3 separate regions of the Mus musculus genome follow, and regions 1 and 2 are each linked to region 3. The links are chromatin contacts, called in public Hi-C and promoter capture Hi-C maps. All regions are on one chromosome and are shown on one strand. The core of a region is the stretch at or near the end of the contact, and the rest is flanking DNA. Distances in the headings are between cores, read along the strand shown. Region 1 overlaps Tnrc6b (trinucleotide repeat containing 6b). Region 2 overlaps Grap2 (GRB2-related adaptor protein 2). Region 3 overlaps Tnrc6b (trinucleotide repeat containing 6b).

Region 1 (3,982 bases), core at 667-3,166, 130 kb after region 3:
TTTATTTATTTTTTAAGCACAAATCTTTAGCTTTTGGTAATGAGTCTCTTGGTTATTTTCCCTAAGTCTTATGATCACCTATCAGAGGAAGGTTTGGCTTAATTCATCTTTCAAGGCATTTAAAGGGTTCTAATTAAGGCTGGCATAACGTCCCACTTCCCATGGGATTGAGAATAGTTATTGTGCACCCATAAGATTAAAGCCCTATTTAAGTGTCTTAAGAGAACATGGGAGGCAGAGGCAGGCTGATTTCTGAGTTCGAGGCCAGCCTGGTCTACAAAGTGAGTTCCAGGACAGCCAGGGCTACACAGAGAAACCCTGTCTCAAAAAAACAAAAAACAAAAAAAAAGAGAGAGAGAGAACAGAATCCTCTTGCTGAGGTGTTGGTTGGTTTGGTTAGCTGAGAATTTGTGGTCCGTGCTAATCTCAAATTCTTGGCTCTGTGCTTTTTGGGAGCTCAGAGATCAGTATCAGATTTTTGAAAACTCCTGCCCTGACCTGGGTATTGTTGTACATGCAAGTTAAAAACCAGCATAAGCTATACTTAGTTCAAGGTTGTATTGGAAGATGTAGTGAAACCCTGTCTCAGAAAAAGAAGAAAGATTCCCTAAGCTTCAAAAGATTGCTAGTAGATGAGAATTCTTTTTTTGTTTGTTTTTTGTTTTTGTTTTTTCGAGACAGGGTTTCTCTGTATAGCCCTGGCTGTCCTGGAACTCACTCTGTAGACCAGGATGGCCTCGAACTCAGAAATCTGCCTGCCTCTGCCTCCCAAGTGCTGGGATTAAAGGCATGTGCCACCATGCCCGGCATAGATGAGAATTCTTAAGGTTTAAACTTTGTTCAGAGCCCCTTGTTCTCTGTGAGTTAGTGTCCCTCCAGACAGCATCTGAGTCATACTGGATTAGCCTTGCCTGTCCATCATTTCCTTTCAGAGCTTCTTCATTTCCCTAGAAAACAGATAAGAAGTCTAGACCTTCTTCCAGCCTTCAATGCAATGCTTGTTTCATTTGTCAATATTTCATTTGGATTCAGAGTTGTCTCCATGAGAATCAATATAGATAAGTGTCTGGTGTTCCTGCTGCAGAGCCTCAGCAGTCTTAACCCAGCCAGCTCATTCAGGTTTCTGTTATAAACCCTCTTTAATAAGCCCATTATAAAACTTCTTTAATAACCCCCATGCAGAGACTGGGAAAGAAGCCACCCAGAGCTCTCTGCCTGTCCCATTAAGCATGATCAAAATCAAGAATAATTTACTGAAATTATAAAGGCTGTTTTATGGACTGAGTAACCCTAGTCTTGGGTCATCCATAGCTCTGGGCACTTTAATAACTTCCTCAGGCTAGTGATTTGCCAGGTCTGGATAATAAATATAAATAAAATGGCATGCTAAAAGATACCTCAGTACAGTATCCTCTTTCCTTATCAGAAAATGTAGATCATGTTTTCCCATTTCCTTGGCAGTCAATCCCCAAGATAATTGAGCATTTCATTCTGCACTACCTCACTGTGCTGTACCTCAGGGTGTGAGCCACACTGTCCACAGAAAAGCAAATGTCCTCTTAGAGGATGGAGACACTAATAATATTCCCTTAGTCTAAACCAAACAGATTGCTTACTCAGTATTTATATAAGCATTTTATTATCCTGAAAATCATTCTATGTGCTCATGATTCACCACTCTAAGACTATGCTCAAATTAAAGTAAAAAAATTATGGCTATTTTTTACTTAATGAACGTTAAGCTTTCAACTTTTCCTCCATGAAAATGCTTCAAGGAGCTACTAACAAAGCCACAGGAATACCCTTGGGAACACAGTGACAGAGGATTTTCTCTTTTCTGTATGTGAGGCCCTGGGCTCAGAAATGCAGTTCATTGCTGGCGTGCTGGCAAAGACCTTGTGCAGGAATTCCACTTCATTGCCTTGGAATTTAAAGCAGTTGTAGATGGCTTTCTCTCCAGTGGACTCTGCACACTGCCAATTCCAGATAACCCAAGCTCAACCAGCCTTTAAGAGCTGGGTTAAGAAGCATCAATAGAAAGATCACTTAAAACTGTCCAAGACTCTAAATTTGTTCAGTTCTTCTCATTTTTTACTTTTGAATAATTAGCTTAGAAATCTCTTAGATACTGTGCTTTGTACTTTTGTATATGTTTCACTGGTTTTATAGGACTATAGAATTTCAGATTGAAAGGGCTTTTCTAGAATGAGAACACTCGTGTGGGCTTAGGTGAGAAATGGAGAAGCTCAGAGAGGTGAGCCGAGTCATCACGGCCGTGCTTTTATTAATGGTTGCCCAAAGTTCTTTATTCCTGTGTGGGTGGGTGGTTTTTAGTTTGCTTGTATGTCTGTGCACATGTGCATGCCTATTCCCAACACAGGTCATAAGAGGGCATCAGACCCCCTGGAACTGGTGTTTCAGACAGCTGGAAGCTGCCATGTAGGTGTTGGAATCAAACCTGGGCCCTCTGAAAAACAGCCAGTGGTCTGAACTTCTGAGCCAACTCTCTACCCCTGGCGCTCTCTCTTAGTCAATTATTTCTTTCTTTTCTCAGGCGCTATAGTGGCCCCTGGTAAGACCCGAGGAGGTTCACCATACAACCAGTTTGATATAATCCCAGGTGACACACTGGGTGGCCATACGGGTCCTGCTGGTGATAGCTGGTTACCTGCCAAATCTCCACCGACTAATAAAATCGGAAGTAAATCCAGCAATGCCAGTTGGCCTCCAGGTATTGTTCATAAACTGCCTTTCCTAGAATAGTTCAATGACATTCAGGCTCTGAACACACCTCTTGTACAGCTCACTGTACTGAGGAAGGCCCATGCTTTCTTTTCTGCATTTAGTAGTTATTGTCTGATAAAGGTAAGGCCTGAACCTTGAAACGTGTGCCACGAGAAAAGTAAAGTTCTTCAAGAAATGGGAGTTAAGGAGAAAGGAGGTGGCCTTGTAGCTAGGCTTTGGCATTTATCCTGTATGTAGAGTTCCTTGGAAGATTAGCTCTTTTAAAGTGGCATTGAATTGATTGACACGCTCATTAGTCAGATCTGTCGTTTATCTATCTCCCCAGGTACAGTGATGAGTTTGGTAAGATTCATCTCTCTCTCGTTCTCCCTTCCTTGCTCTCTCCTTCCTCTGTCCCCTCCCTCTGTCTCTGTATTCTGTTTTCATTATAGAAAATTTAATAAAAGTCAGTAATTATCCTTCTCTTCACATATAATTCTGACATAAATGTATATAACTACATTTTATTAGAGTGAAATGAAATAATGCCTCTTGTTCATATAATACAATTATACATATAATACAATCTTCTCAACACAATTAGAGGTTAATATTACATGTAGCTTTAAATATAGCTTCAACCAATCAGTAAACACAGGATAAGCCTTCATATATAGTCTAGGTTTTCTCACGAGCAGTTAAATTATTCCCAACTATCCCCAGACAGACTGAGAAATAATGGTCACTTATTATATTTCATTTTATTATGGCCTTGCTTCCTTAGGCCATACCTACTTTTCCTTACAACCTGGCTTCCTCTAATATCATGTATGGAGCAATGTATGATCCAGTGCACACATACAAGTAAATGAACAGACAGTATGCTAATAGACAGGCTACTGACAAGAGTGTTTGTTCATGGTAAATTTTATTTCGTGATGAAAATCTGATGCATAGTAGATTTCATTGTTTAAACTTTTCATGGGACCATGGTTTTTTTTTTCCTACTAAACAGTTATTTTAACATAATAATAAAATAGGAAATGTTTAAGTTGTTTTTAACACTCTCCTATCCCTATCATTTCTTCTTATCACAGAATTCCAACCAGGAGTGCCATGGAAAGGTATCCAAAATATTGACCCTGAATCTGACCCCTATGTCACCCCAGGAAGTGTGCTAGGGGGTACAACCACATCTCCCATTGTAGATACTGACCACCAACTGCTGCGGGATAACACCACAGGTAAGTGAGGGCTG
Region 2 (3,885 bases), core at 590-3,089, 160 kb before region 3:
TAATTACTCAGGGGCATGTCTTGGCATGAGCCCACAATGGCGCCCCCTCACCACACTATATAACATTTTCCACCATAATTTTTTGAAGCACTATCTCCCACTGAACCTGGAGCTCACTAATTTGACTTAGGCAGGCTGACCAGTGAGCTCCAGTGACCAGCCTGTCTCTACCTCCCCTGTGCCTAGACTCATGCCTCCATAACCAGAGATCTGAATTCAAGACCTTGTGCTTGCATGGTGGGCTGTTTACTGCCTGAGCCCCCTCCCAGCCCCAGAGGATTCATCCTTAAAGGAGCCTGGCTCTGAGCACAGCCCAGTGTAGTTCCATAAAAAGAGAAGCCCACATCCCTCCAGATTGTTCCTTCTGAGCACCTATGTGCTGGACACCAGGTTGGGCAACAGAAATTCAGAGCTGCCATAAGTCACCCTCTTTCTCCAACCTGTGGCACGGAGTGAGCAGCACACGCCTCTGACGGGCTATCGTAGACACTCTCAGCTTGGTGCTCAGGAGCATGCATGGGGGAACATGGGATCCCACCCTGAAAGGTGGGCCAAGTGCAAGTGTGGCAGTGGGAACATCAGGAAACAGCAAAGTCAAAGAAATGCAAGGCCAGGCTTCAGATGGAAAAGGTGCAGGTGGAGGCCGCCAGGGAGAGGCAGCAGACCCAGGGTGGCTCGATGGAGCTCATGCATCCCCAGCCACTAAGGGGCTCCTTAAAACTTGTTTCCGGGCCCCACTTGGGTTGTAGTGGCCACTGGCGGAGCCGAAGTAGCCTTGGACTTCTCCCATATTCCAGGTATCCATCTACATACTCCAAAGTTAGCCCTTGTGATTTGCAAAGGATATAACAGCCCGTCCACAGGACATTCAGGAGTATGTGGTGGCAGTGTACACCTATGTGACCTCAGGGCACCCTCCGAGAGCATACCTCAGCTTTGTGCTCAGTTGTCCAGGTGGTCCTCTCACAGGTCTGAGTCACCAAGGCCACTGTTGTATCTTGCCACAGAGAACTGTGGGCCATACAAAGGCCCTTGTTGGGGTGTCAGAGGGCAACCTGGAAAAGTGTCTGCAGAACACATGCGTGTAGAACAGAACGGCTTCATTTGCCATTTAAACACACACACACACACACACACACACACACACACACACACACACACACAGTGAATAGCTTTCTAACCGGTTTCAGCTTGAAAGACCTCATGCTATGGTTGACCCCACAGTGTCCCAAGTTTGAAGTTTTATAAGCTCAAATAGGTTAGACCACCAGTTGAGGAAATGGTGGCCTTCGCATCTTCAGATCCTTATTGAGGTCACAGAGACCCTTGTCATGTGAAGGTAAGTCTCTCCTCCCTCCTCTCTGGGGCACCGTGACCATTCAGATACCAACACACAGAAGCACCCCCTGCTCAGCCGAGCTCCTGCCCCGGTGTTCATCACACACAGACCTAATGCCTTGCGTAAGCTCCCCTGTTACCTTATGTTATCCAGAAGAGCGAAAGGAAAAGCAAGCAAATGAGTGTTCCCTCAGCCCTGTTCCCCAGGCTGGCTCCTTATTGATTTCCTGTCCCTTTTGCTCAAAAGGAAGCAGTTCTCTGCGCCCGGTGCCAGAGCCATCCACTTCCCCTCTTGGCTCCACGGCCCTTTGAAGTCTGCCTTTTATTTTGTGTCCTGGTTTGTTTCGTGTTGCTGGGATAGCAACTTGGGGAGGGGAGGGTTTTGTTTGACTTACACTTGCACATCAAAGTCCATCACTGAGGGAGGTCAGGGCAGGAACTCAAGGCAGGAATCTGGAGGCAGGAACTGAAACAAAGACCACAAGAGGAACTGCTTTCGCTGCTTTAGGACTCTTGGCTGACTCTGCTACTTTAGTTATAGAGCCCACCTGCCTAGGGATGGTACCACCCACAGTGGGCTGGGCCCTCCCACTCCATCATTAATCAAGAAACTGTCTCACGGACTTGCCTAGGGGCCAATCTGATTCCAGTTTACAGTCCTCTTCCTAGATGACTCTAGCTGGTGTCAAGTTAACAAAAACTCCCCAGCACGTGCTACAACCTCCTTCATGTGAGTTGAATGTTCTACCAAGACAACTATGTGCCTTCCCCATCTCCTGGTCTCTCAGGTGACTGGCTGGCAGCCCCTTGACTGAAGTCATTGCCTCTTGTCTTTTCCTCCTTCAATCATTCCACACACTGGTCCCAGAAGGACTTTTCTAGAAGACAAATCGGAGACTCTATTGGCTGCCCCTCGCTGGGGCTCTTTCCCCTTGCTCGATGGCACCCCTGTCTTGTTCTCTCTCCCCTCAACCTCTCCTCCAGGTCTTGTTTGTGAGTGTGCCTGTCCTCTCTCTAATCTGATATATCCACTCCCCTGAAGCTATGTCCTTGGCCTTCTTCTGATTCTCTTTGCTCTGAATCACCTCACCCTCTTCTCTGACTCTGTGCTAAAGATAGCCCACTCTGTACCTTTCTCCCTCACTAACCCCTGCCTTGAACCCCAGAACCAGTTGTCTGCCGGATGTTATCTCCTGCCATCAGGCTCACACATCCCCCTAGACCCACCCAACCCAACTTCCATCCAAGTTATTCTTCTGTCTGTAATAGATGTACCATCAAAGTTCAGTTGCTAGATACCTCTCTTGCCAAATCCTGGTGGTCAGGACTGCCACCAGCTGAGTTTCTATTGCGAGCCAAGACTGGCACAGGGGATACAGGTACTATTGTGGCATCTCAGCAAACCTAGGAGGTTGAGAGTGAAACGGAGGCTGAGGGATTAAACAACCTGTCAAAATCACGCAGAGACAGTGACTGGGCCAGGGCCTGCATGGAGCGCTCTCTGTTCCTTATGTACTATCTCTGTTCTATATATATTTCTTTCCCTAAGTCCCCCAAGGGAAGACATTCTCCATTAGAAAAAGAAAAAGTGTGATGCTAGAACAAAGGAACACAGGCTTTGTCACCCCATGAATATGGATTCAGTTCCCAGCCTGTGAGCTGTGTAGCCTGGGCCTAGGCACCTGCCAGTGTGAACCTCAGTGCCAGCCTCAGTGTGAGCCTCAGTGTGAGCCTCATCAGTGCCAGACTCAGTGTGAGCCTCAGTGTGAGCCTCAGTGTGAGCCTCATCAGTGCCAGTCTCAGTGCCAGCCTCAGTGTGAGCCTCAGTGTGAGCCTCAGTGTGAGCCTCATCAGTGCCAGTCTCAGTGCCAGCCTCAGTGTGAGCCTCAGTGTGAGCCTCAGTGTGAGCTTCAGTGTGAGCCTCATCAGTGTGAGCCTCAGTGTGAGCCTAAATGTGAGCATCAGTGTGAGCCTCAGTGTGAGCCTCAGTATGAGCCTCATCAGTGCCAGTCTCAGTGCCAACCTCAGTGTGAGCCTCAGTGTGAGCCTCAGTGTGAGCCTCAGTGTGAGCCTCAGTGTGAGCATCAGTGTGAGCCTCATCAGTGTGAGCATCAGTGTGAGCATCATCAGTGTGAGCCTCATCAGTGTGAGCATCAGTGTGAGCATCATCAGTGTGAACATCAGTGTGAGCATCAGTGTGAGCATCATCAGTGTGAGCATCATCAGTGTGAGCATCGGTGTGAGCCTCAGTGTGAACCTCAGTGTTTGCCTCTGTGAAAGGATGGCCTATCCTGCAGAGTCTAGGAAAGGAGTTAAAGGTCATGGTCCAAAGCAGACCCTGAGCAAGCAGCGGCCATATTATCACGACTACATGCCTTCTTGCTCTCTCGGCCAATGGTCATCGGAAGCCGTTGTCTCCTCTCTCTTCCTCCCCAATCAGTCGACACACTGGTGCCAGAAGGACTCTTCCCGAAGACAAAGCAGATCAGATCATCTCCTTCCTCAAAATCACTCCCATTACCATTACCAACTCGTTGAAATCTAACC
Region 3 (3,570 bases), core at 911-3,410:
GAGATGGCTCAGTGGTTAAGAGCACTGACTGCTCTTCTGAAGGTCCTGAGTTCAAATCCCAGCAACCACATGGTGGCTCACAACCATCGGTAATGAGATCTGACTCCCTCTACTGGTGTATCTGAAGACAGCTACAGTGTACTTAGATTATAATAATAAATAAATCTTAAAAAAAAAAAAAAAGAACACTAGCTGCTCTTCCAGAGGACCCAGGTTTGATTCCCCGAACCTACTTGGCAGCTCACAACCGGATGGAAATCCAATTTTCAGGAAATCCGGTGCTGCCTTCTGGCTGCATGGGCATCAGACACTCATGCGATACCCAGACATAAATGTAGGCACAGCACCTATACACATAAAGTAAAAATAAATCCTTAAATAATTGTATATAGGCTGAGGAAGGAGGACTGTGAGTTTGAAGCCAACCTGGACTACTATAGCAAGAGTTTGTATATACATATGTGTTTGTACATATTCATAAGTAAAGTCATAGCCTATTTGTTTAGACCATCCACCCTGTATAAGTTCCTCACCCAAAACACTCAACCACGGAGAGCTAGAAAATCCTTGAGGTCAGGGGAAGTAGGTACAGGCTCTAGCTCAGTCATAGAATTCTTGTCTACCAAGGATGAGCTACTGAATTCTACTCTTTGTGTTAAGAAAAAAATACTAGAAAGCATTGTCCTTACACTGAGCACATACAGCTGTTTGGTTATCCCATAAACAATGCACTATGACAGCAATTCACATAGCATTCATTTTGTATTAGATGTTAAAAGAAATCTAGTGCTGGGCATAGGGGCTGCATGTTATCCCAGCACTTGAGTGGTAAGAACAGGAAGATTAAAAGTTCTAGGCCAACCTCAAGTCCATAATAGCAAGTTCAGTTCTAGCCAGGACTGCATGAGATCCTATTCCAAACAAAAACATTTTGGTCTAGTGATATGTCTCACTGGGTAAAAACTCTTGTTAACAAGGCTGACCACCTGAGTTCAATTCCCATGACCCACATGGTAGAAGGAGATAACCAACTCCCACAGATTGTCTGTCCTCTGCCCTCCCCATGTATTTATGTACATACATGAATATATGTATATATATATAAATAATATGTTAAAGTAAAAAATACATTCTGGGCCCAGTGATACAAACTGTGTTATCTAGCATAGGCTGTGTGTGAATTCTGCACTACTTTGTACTGCACCGCCTCGGATTTTGGTATCCTTAAGAGTCCTGGAGTCAGTCCTCTATAGATACCAAGGAATGAAGGTATTCTTTCAACAAAGGTTAGATTTTTGTAACTTAGCTAAAAGTGTCTTAACCTATTTATTCTGTTGTCAGTGATATTCCTTTTTGTATTTTCTTGTGTTAAAAATGTTACTGTTCTGCTGGATGTTGGTGGTTCATGCCTTTTTTAAAAATTTAATTCTTTTACTTATTTACTTCACATCCCACTCACTGAGAGAGAGGGGAGAGGGGAGAGAGGAGACTTTTGAGCACATACCTAGAAATGTATTTGAAGTTTGTGAGGTAAGTCTGTATTCAAATGTACCAAGTGAGGACAAACTTTCTCAAAGTTGTTGTACCAGTTTTCCCTCCCACTAGGAGTAGAGAGCTGCCATGCTCCTCACTCCAGGTTGATGGCTCTGTCATTTTACCCAATCTGTAGGTTGTGAAATGCTATCTCTTTATGGTTTTAATTTGCATTTTTCTGACTGACATGAAATTAAGCAGCTTTTCATGTGTTTAAGGACCATATATGTGTTCTCTTCAGTGGCAGGTTTTTCACGGGCTGATATTTTCTCATTGGTTCTTAGTCTTTTATGTTCTAGATGCTAGTCCTTTGTCACAGTTGCATGAGTTGCTGATCTTCTTTTTCATCCTGTAAACCTATCCACCGAAGGAGAAGTGCCGTGAGCAAACCTAGAAAATGAAAGTCTCAACTTCTAGATGCTGTAGTGACACCCTGTGGGTGTGCACAGGCAGGGCCTGGCCCTGGAGTAAGTCACATCATGGTATTGACTACGCTGACCTGTGGTGCTTGCCTTTGCAGGTGGAACAGGAGGATTTTGTAATGGAAGGGCATGGCAAGACTCCACCTCCTGGAGAAGAAAGCAAACAGTGAGTCACAGTTTATTAAAAGGGTCCTGTTACAGATCCCCAGAAGCAGTTGGTTCAGTGTGCTGAGAGCACGGTGGCTGGGCTGTGTAGACGGCGGAGATCCTGCAGCGCATACCAGTTGCTTTGTTGATGCATTACTTCTATTTATAGATTAAGTAGAGGGACAAGAAAGTTGGCTTTGTTGTTTTTCACACTTGGCTAATCAAAGTTTATGTTATGCTTAAGCAAAGGCTTTACGGCTCAGGATGTTCCAAATTGAACTAATTAAGTTTGGGTGTTTTCCAAAGAAAGTATGAGATGGTGCTTCCTTTCCCGAGCAATGTCTTCATGAAGGAGGCTCGATTAATGGGCTGTCTGCACACTCGGAGTGGTGCTCACTCCGAGTGTGGATTTGTCTGCATACTACTTCCTGAAATTCAATTCCAGTGATAATTGAAACTTCTGATCACTATTAAAATGAAGTTCTTATCTGATGAAACAGAGGCTAAAAATATTATAACTTAGCCAACATTCTTAGTAATTCAGGATTTATCTCTTCCCACTTCTGAAAAAGCGGCTGGCTTTAAACTTCAATATGGGACCTTTGGTATAGCTTTTTAGTGGCTGTAAATAGATCGTATTTTCCCTTAATCTGTCATAGAATTGAGAAAATGGTGTTTCAGAGCAGACTGGTTTTTCATGTGCCCTTTTAAAGGAAAAGCACTTACGCTGGACTTAAAGCACTGATGTCACTCTCACTCCAGGCTTCGTTTAGACAGTAGTTTCCTAAATTGAATGGGATGGTGATTCATGAGATTTACCAAAATCTGTAAAGAAAACTCCTCTTCTTTGTCCGTCTCCCTCTTTTTTTTCCTAGAAAATAGTTTATTTTGGTGGATCTTAAGAAAATGATGTTTCCTAAACCCTGAGGAATGAATTATGCAGAATAGACTGCTGCCAGGAGGCCAGATTCATTAAAGGGGAGTGCCTTGTCTTGTGTTTGTTGTGAATGGAAACCAGGAGATCTTCACAGCCCTTTAATTTGCTAAGCTAACAGTTTTAAAAATAGCTCACAGTATAATCCTAACTTTGCTCTATTCTGTCTACTGCACTTTCAGTTTAGATGAGCTGGTGGCATCAATTCCTCTTTAGGGAATTAGAATGCCAGACACCTATTTGGTTCCGTGAAGAGAGAGTAGAAATACTTCAGATGGTTTTCTCTATGGTTCCCACCCAACCCTTCTACCCCACAATATTGTCCTATAAAAATCACAGCTCCATTTGTCAAGGGCTTTCTGTAGTCACAGTAGATATATGTCATCTTACTGGCTCAGTTTTTTTGTTTTGTTTTTGTTTTTTGTTTTTTCTTTAAAGATGTACTTATTTTATATGTATGGGTGTTTTGCCTGCATGTATGTCTGTGCACCACATGTATGCTTGATACCCACAGAGGCCAGAAGAGGGTATCAG

The links. A called contact is a pair of places that touch in the nucleus more often than the background predicts. Capture Hi-C pulls out chosen DNA fragments and counts their contacts.
Region 1: a promoter capture Hi-C map of adipose tissue shows a contact between it and region 3. The contact joins two enhancer-like sites. A contact is called at or near these places in 1 of 15 datasets of contacts at CTCF or cohesin (the NIH/3T3 cell line), 2 of 484 Hi-C or Micro-C datasets (bone marrow-derived macrophages and nephron progenitors), 11 of 115 datasets of contacts at active chromatin or transcription factors (the SCID.adh cell line, bone marrow-derived macrophages, embryonic forebrain and 6 more) and 3 of 9 other capture datasets (adipose tissue, liver and pancreatic islet).
Region 2: a contact with region 3 is called in a Hi-C map of B cells, with 1.6 times the contacts expected there. The contact joins two enhancer-like sites. A contact is called at or near these places in 2 of 39 promoter capture datasets (hippocampal neurons and liver), 7 of 484 Hi-C or Micro-C datasets (B cells, the N1E-115 cell line, Th1 cells and 3 more), 4 of 115 datasets of contacts at active chromatin or transcription factors (CD8 T cells, the SCID.adh cell line, effector CD8 T cells and 1 more) and 1 of 9 other capture datasets (adipose tissue).

The regions. Positions count from the first base shown.
Region 1 is chr15:80,914,130-80,918,111 of GRCm38.p6, forward strand. Tnrc6b (trinucleotide repeat containing 6b) reads left to right here. Exons shown (of 25, transcript NM_144812.3): 19 at 2,555-2,731; 20 at 3,822-3,968. Among named protein-coding and RNA genes, the nearest start is that of Mir5113, 24 kb to the right of the region's middle. Within about 2 kb of position 1,917, at least 33 of the 459 cell types and tissues checked have an H3K27ac peak or open chromatin away from gene starts, as enhancers often do. A contact at or near this core is called in adipose tissue, where this site is marked.
Region 2 is chr15:80,624,897-80,628,781 of GRCm38.p6, forward strand. All of the region lies in intron 2 of Grap2 (GRB2-related adaptor protein 2), which reads left to right. Among named protein-coding and RNA genes, the nearest start is that of Mir6957, 19 kb to the right of the region's middle. Within about 2 kb of position 1,840, at least 2 of the 459 cell types and tissues checked have an H3K27ac peak or open chromatin away from gene starts, as enhancers often do. A contact at or near this core is called in B cells, where this site is marked.
Region 3 is chr15:80,782,686-80,786,255 of GRCm38.p6, forward strand. Tnrc6b (trinucleotide repeat containing 6b) reads left to right here. Exons shown (of 25, transcript NM_144812.3): 4 at 2,054-2,121. Among named protein-coding and RNA genes, the nearest start is that of Tnrc6b, 73 kb to the left of the region's middle. Within about 2 kb of position 2,161, at least 62 of the 459 cell types and tissues checked have an H3K27ac peak or open chromatin away from gene starts, as enhancers often do. A contact at or near this core is called in B cells and adipose tissue, where this site is marked.